Regions from separate parts of the Mus musculus genome. Here region 1 is linked to region 2. The links are chromatin contacts, called in public HiChIP or PLAC-seq maps. All regions are on one chromosome and are shown on one strand. Each heading gives the region's core, a stretch centred on a gene start, on an enhancer-like site or on the middle of the called end of the contact. The rest is flanking DNA. Distances are from core to core; before and after follow the strand shown.

Region 1 (3,562 bases), core at 565-3,064, 280 kb after region 2:
GCCTACAAACAATAACTTCTAGGAACAAGAGATTCTTCTTTCTTTTAAATATTTATTATTATAAATAAGTACCCTGTTGCTGTCTTCAGACACACCAGAAGAGGGCGTCAGATCTCATGGGTGGTTGCTGGAATTTGAACTTAGGCCCTTCGGAAGAGCAATCAGTGCTCTTACTGGCTTACAGCCATCTCACCAGCCCAACTCTTAGACAAGAGTTAGAACTCTTAGAGAGAGAGAGAAAAAAAAAAAGAAACAAAACACAAAAGATTTTTGTTGCTGTTTTAAAGCGTTGTTTTCCTCCTATACCTTCCATTGCAGCCCAGATGTTCCTAGCTGCCTGGACTTCTGCTTTGCCTTCTGGTTATAATGCCTACAGAGGGATTTATTTCCATGCTTAATCACCATGATCCTGCTAATTTTTCTAGGGTGACCTGAGGCTTTTAATTAACCTTAAATAAATCCAGTGTGTTGTACTTTCTTCTCCATTCATAAGTTTCTTTCTTTACCTCTATAATTTTGTTTTTTTTTTTCTTACTACACTCACATCTGCCATTGGACCACTTCATACACAACGGAAAGTTCTGGCCAATGCCTCCCACCGAGAATAGGGCCTCCCAGCTGGCCAGGGTCCTCTCAACTCTCTGACAGGACACATTTAGTATTCCAGTCTTCACATCCCCACTGGTATTTGTCTCCTTAAAGGTAAGTAAGGAATGGATGAACACTTTTGGCTCCATTTCAAAATCTGTGCACTAAAGTCCTAACCACAAGCAATTCAAAATGTGAGCTGAACTTTTAAATGAACCATTGTAACCCATAAATATTAGTCACACTAAAGTAGGCTTCTAATCCAGTATGACTAGTGCTCACATCAAGACAATACTAAAGAGAACACTAGACACAGGAAGAATGGCAAAATGTAAGCAAAGGCAGAAATCTGCAGGATGATCCCACAAGCCAGGGAGGAATGGAAATTACCCAGGAGCTACAGAAGCTGGAAGAGGAGTTCAGGGAGGAGTCTGTCTTACTTCTCAGAAGGAACCAATCCTACGTGTACCTTGCTCTCAGACTTCCAGATTACAGAAGTATGGATCCATCCGTTTCTGTTGTGGAAGCCAGCTAGGCTCCAGAGTTTTAGTTGAGGCAGCTCCAGCAGAATAACCCAACAGCTACCTCTGTTCCTTACATGCATCATATTCACAGCTGGTTCTCATGCAACCACTGTGGAGCTAAGAATAGGGACAAAGAACATAGTCTAAAATATTCAACATTTGGCTCTTTACAAAGAGTTGGCTAATTAATTTGCAGCTTATCTGATGGACGGGGTGGGGAACAGGCATGAGGGTCATTCTGTCTGTTCCTTCTCTGAAAACTGCTTGCTGGTCATTTATAGGTTTCTCCTTCTTCCATAGAGACTTGACTTTCTCCTGCTGATTTGCCTAGGACCAGAAAGTTCTATTAAAAATTAAAGTATAGTGAAAATAAGAAGGCAATTTGGGATCCAGGACATGTTCTTCAACTTAATATTTTTGCTATCAGTGGAGTGTTTATTGTGATATCTTTCCTGCGCTTGTATATATTTCTCAGTTGGTCTCAAATCCGGAAGTGGGAGCTGTATATAACTCATCACCTTCCACAAACCTCAGCTTCTTCCTCTTCATAGCAAAAGAGTATTGGAAACACAATTTCCTTCTTGAAGTCTCTCCAAAAAGGAAGTGAGTGCTGACTTTTTTTTTTCAATTTGGTCATATCCTCTCTGAAGATGCAATTCTCATGACTCATTCTTAAAATACCACATGGCCACATAAAGCTACTTGCACTAATGTTCAGAGTTCAAATTCTTTTTCCAGGTACCTCTGTGTGTTTACAAGTATCTATATTTCCTTTTATGGACTAAACTTAAGTTACCATAGTGCTCTCCAATGATGAGTTTCCAGCATGGAGTTTTGCTTGAGGTCTGGTTGGTTAAACATTAACTCCATGCTATTATAAAAGCCTTTGCTTCTGTAATAATGAACACTCTCTTAATCCCCTGTCAGAAATGTTACTCATGTTGAGAAGGAAGAAACTTTTAAAGGTGAAAACAACAGGGATAACAAGTAGCAGCTTTGGAGCTTAGAAAAAATATTTTACTTAGTAATAGAAACATCTAGAAAGATACTAGGAAATATAATCTTTTCCCCTTAGTTTGTCATTCACTCAAATAACTTAATGATGCTTGTAGAAAATACCCATAGTATCCAGCTATCTCTGGTGTCCAAAGTGGGAGGCATGAGAGGGAAAGATTGAGTCAATAGTTAGCAAAGAACTTTGATATTCAGACAGAACAGTCTGGTTTTGACTCAATAGATATTCACAAAAGGTAACTGAGAAAGAATGGGTCAGTGTCAACTTTGGAATTCTTGTCTTGATCATCTAAAACTCTAAACTGCAGATTTGTCTAGCTGTGGGAGAATAGGTAAGGTGGGTCCAGTGGAGTCTATGGATATAGTTAAAGATATCCAGAAAAATAACTCACTCTAAAGAAGGTCACCTGTGTTTGAACATGGGGTCATTGGGAGGACCTGGGTTTTCTGACTTGATTGCTGGAAGAGGAGGCCATGAGAGAAAGCAAAGAGAGAAGAGCAGTTTCCTAAGGACTTTCATGAGAACGCTGTTCAATAGCACATGGAACAGGGAAGCTGGGTGCTGGGTGCTGGGTGTGGGGTAGAGCAGAGGACACTTTCCCTTCTTGGGCCTTTGTGGGTGGATTCTTTTTTTTTTTTTCCATTTTTTATTAGGTATTTGGCTCATTTACATTTCCAATGCTATACCAAAAGTCCCCCATATCCACCCACCCCCACTCCCCTGCCCACCCACTCCCCCTTTTTGGCCCTGGTGTTCCCCTGTACTGGGGCATATAAACTTTGCAAGTCCAATGGGCCTCTCTTTCCAGTGATGGCCGACTAGGCCATCTTTTGATATATATGCAGCTAGAGTCAAGAGCTCCGGGGTACTGGTTAGTTCATAATGTTGTTCCACCTATAGGGTTGCAGATCCCTTTAGCTCCTTGGCTACTTTCTCTAGCTCCTCCATTGGGAGCCCTATGATCCATCCATTAGCTGACTGTGAGCATCCACTTCTGTGTTTGCTAGGCCCCGGCATAGTCTCACAAGAGACAGCTACATCTGGGTCCTTTCAATAAAATCTTGCTAGTGTATGCAATGGTGTCAGCGTTTGGATGCTGATTATGGGGTGGATCCCTGGAAGCCCAGGACCAGATGGGTTTAGTGCAGAGTTCTATCAGACCTTCAAAGAAGATCTAATTCCAGTTCTGCACAAACTATTTCACAAAATAGAAGTAGAAGGTACTCTACCCAACTCATTTTATGAAGCCACTATTACTCTGATACCTAAACCACAGAAAGACCCAACAAAGATAGAGAACTTCAGACCAATTTCTCTTATGAATATCGATGCAAAAATCCTCAATAAAATTCTCGCTAACCGAATCCAAGAACACATTAAAGCAATCATCCATCCTGACCAAGTAGGTTTTATTCCAGGGATGCAGGGATGGTTT
Region 2 (3,202 bases), core at 685-3,184:
GAAGAGGTAGCCTGGGGCCAGGACTTGGGGAGCTGGGAGTCTATCCTAGCTCAATAATTCTGAATTTCTAGGATAGCTACTTTAGGTAACAGTCAAGTATTGGTTCCCTTTCATATCAAAGAGAGATGTGGATGATATCCCACCCCACAGAACTACAGTGGAAACTCTTGTGATAGCAGATGGTGTAATTTTATTTATTTATTTTTCAACAAGTATCCATAGAAAGCATTCTTATTCTAGGAGTCATTAGTGAGCAGAGAAGGGAAAAACTTCCCTGTCTTTTAACATTTGAACTTTCATGGGAGAATTTTGATATAGGTTTCCCTCTACCCCACTATGGGAGATTTAATCAAAATAATGTGTTTAGAGACTGGAAGTATCCCTTTGGGGAATGGCTCCTAAAACAAAATCGTATAAGCCTGTATTCTGAGCGTCTCATTTGATTTCCTTTCTTTGGAATATGTGGCACCTGCAATGTGTGTTTCTCACATTCTGCCGGAACTTTACATGATCAGTTGGGGAGGAACATGACTCCCTCCTGGGTGGCCTTTTATAGATAGTACCGTATGTGGGAAAATTTAAAAGAAATGTCCTGTGAGGGAAGAGAAGCTTCTATTTTTTAAAAAGTATGAAGAAGAAGACGCTTGGTAGAAATTCCAGTTCCTCCAGGGTCAGCACTTGAGGAAACACAAGTATGTGCTCGAGGTTGGATTTGTGCTCTGCTCATCAGCTGTACTGGTTTAAACCAGCCGGTGGCGTAAGAATGTGAGGCTGATCTCTTACTGACAGTGAGGCATGGGAACACTGTGCCCATTTCAGTGTAGCTGTAAATGCTCCAGCAGAAGTAACTTTCTTTCCTTGTCACCTTGCCTACTATGGAGTATGTGGCTATCTTATTGAGATCCCAGACCCTTTTCCTACACCCCATCCCAACCTCTCACTTTTAGCAGTTTGACTGCTTCCTAACAGAGCAATAAGGACCCAAAGAGGGATGAGTGAGTTGAACAATGAACGCGTAGGTTAGGTTCAGCACCTCTAGCGCCCTCTCACCCAGGACTTGCCCTATCCAAACCACAGCTGAGGTTTCCTGGGATCCTGGGCCTCAATATCAAGGCACCATGTTCTCGACACCCAGACTTTGAGTTTCTGCTCTCCACTCTCCTCGCTCCCCAGTGGCATACAGATTAGCTCACTTCTTTAAGAGCAAGGTGGAATGTTTCTGAGTAGCCAGACCAGTAATCAGTGGCCAGTGGTCATTTCTCTTTCTCATAGATACCCAGAGAAATACATGTGTATGGTTGCCATGCCCTGGTGTCTCTTGCTTGTTGCTATAGATGAAAGCAACCTTAACTTGGGAAAAAAAAAAGAGAAAAGAAAAAAAAAAAAAACTACAGGAACATGGGGAGAATTCCAAGCCATTAGAGGACAGTTGGAGTCTGTACATGTCAGCTGCATAGATCACAGGGGAAATTAAACACGGGTACATTCTGTGGTCATAAGAACAGAATTCTCAAGAAAAGCTCTTTGCATTCCTGGGCTTATCACTGAATTCCACAGATCAAGATATCCAGGCAGATTGCTACTTAATGTGTTAGTTACTTCATTCCAAGTCTGCAGTGTCTAGAAAATGCCACGTTTAGCTATATTTGGGTGATTCTCCACAACCAGTCTTAAGAACATTTATTTTCCCCGATCTGGCAAGTATTTCAAATTGCATCACAGTGCACAGGAAGAAAGTAGGCATTGTTAAAAGGACAGGAAAAGAGAAAGGAAGAAAGAAGTCAAGCTGCGAGGCAGGTGCTTATTGAAAGGGGATACAGCTTCAGTTTGTTTACATCCGTACTTCTGGAAGGAGGCTCCAGACTGTGTATACCTCAGAGCTGTGCTGCACTGGGTCACAGTGCCCCGAGGGTGTATTCTTAAGTGTGATTCACAACTATTTATGTCATTTGAAAGGAATTCTTCCCCCTTTCCCAACCCCCCCCCCCCCCCCAAGCAGAGGAGCATGGAAGAGAGTCTACAAAAGGGATGTTTTAGTTGTACTGCCCAGCCCACTCCGTTGGCCCACTGTGTCCTGTGGCTCTTTGTGAGTCTGTACATGTGTACATCCTGGATGGGCGCCTTCTTTGAATTGTTCAGATCTCAAGTTTCTTCTTTTGGAAAACACTGTGATCTTTATTATTTCAAATCTATCTGGGGCTTTCTAGCTGCAGGCTCTGAGCCTTCTGACTGAGCCGCCTGCAGGGGGTCAGGCCGGGTCATTGGGAAACTATTCATTCTGCTTCATTCTGACAGAAACCTCCTGTTCTACCCTCACCTTCCAGGAGAGGTGGGAAACAGCTCTGGGTTCTGTGGACTGTATTGGAAGCCTAGAAGGAAAGGGCTTTCCTAAGCTTGGTAAATACAAAATGATTTAAAAAAACCAGACCAGATTCTAGGTACAGAACCTAAGAATGGCCCAAGAAACGCAGTCTTCCAAGGGACAGCAGCGAGGTGATGAACAAACAAACTTAGGAGTTTCTGTTGTCTGACTCTTAGCTGCTTCTCCATGAATGAAGTGGGGAACCCCTGACCGGTTTAGGATTGGGTTTCTGAAGTGGCAGTCAGCAGTGACTGGGCACAGTAAGACAATAGTTCTAAAGATGTAGTAGTGTGGAGTCTAAGAGAGGCCATCTCTGAACTGTGAAAGACACTAATTGCCAATAGCCATTTCTTTGTAGCAAAGCTTCCAGTACATTTGCATGTTGGACCTAAGATACTTTGTTCTAAGAACAGAAAGTGTTTTGTTTGTTCTGATACTCATTGTGGTTGAGAGGTAACCTGGGTCTTTCAGTCTGTTTAATGCTCTGTTGTCAGAGTTGAGAGTCTCACACGTATATGAATGAGGACTGGCTGGAGCTTGCAGAGTGCCTGGGTTCAGCTCCCAGCACCCACATGGGAGCTCATGGCCTTCAGTAATTCCAGTTCTAGAGGGACTCTGATGCCCTCTTCTGGCCTGTGTGGACACCGGACATGCACTGTGGCGCACAGACACACTTGCAGGCAAAACACTCATGCACTTAAGATAAAAATGACTAAACCCTTTTGAAAAATGAAAGTAGAAATGAACAAGAAATCGTACTCTTTGATTTTATACTGGGTCCCAGAATTTACACCGCAGGCCTGCTCTTTACAATCTCCACTGCTCTCCTCAGGAGGCACA

The links. HiChIP or PLAC-seq counts read pairs in DNA pulled down with a chosen protein or histone mark.
Region 1: a CTCF HiChIP or PLAC-seq map of the NIH/3T3 cell line shows a contact between it and region 2, with 5 read pairs. The contact joins two enhancer-like sites. A contact is called at or near these places in 1 of 15 datasets of contacts at CTCF or cohesin (the NIH/3T3 cell line) and 1 of 484 Hi-C or Micro-C datasets (nephron progenitors).

What each region holds. Positions count from the first base shown.
Region 1 is chr5:151,331,582-151,335,143 of GRCm38.p6, forward strand. It overlaps a transcript of Stard13 not described here. Among named protein-coding and RNA genes, the nearest start is that of 1700028E10Rik, 35 kb to the right of the region's middle. Within about 2 kb of position 1,815, at least 51 of the 459 cell types and tissues checked have an H3K27ac peak or open chromatin away from gene starts, as enhancers often do. A contact at or near this core is called in the NIH/3T3 cell line, where this site is marked.
Region 2 is chr5:151,052,642-151,055,843 of GRCm38.p6, forward strand. All of the region lies in intron 7 of Stard13 (StAR-related lipid transfer (START) domain containing 13), which reads right to left. Among named protein-coding and RNA genes, the nearest start is that of Kl, 100 kb to the left of the region's middle. Within about 2 kb of position 1,935, at least 80 of the 459 cell types and tissues checked have an H3K27ac peak or open chromatin away from gene starts, as enhancers often do. A contact at or near this core is called in the NIH/3T3 cell line, where this site is marked.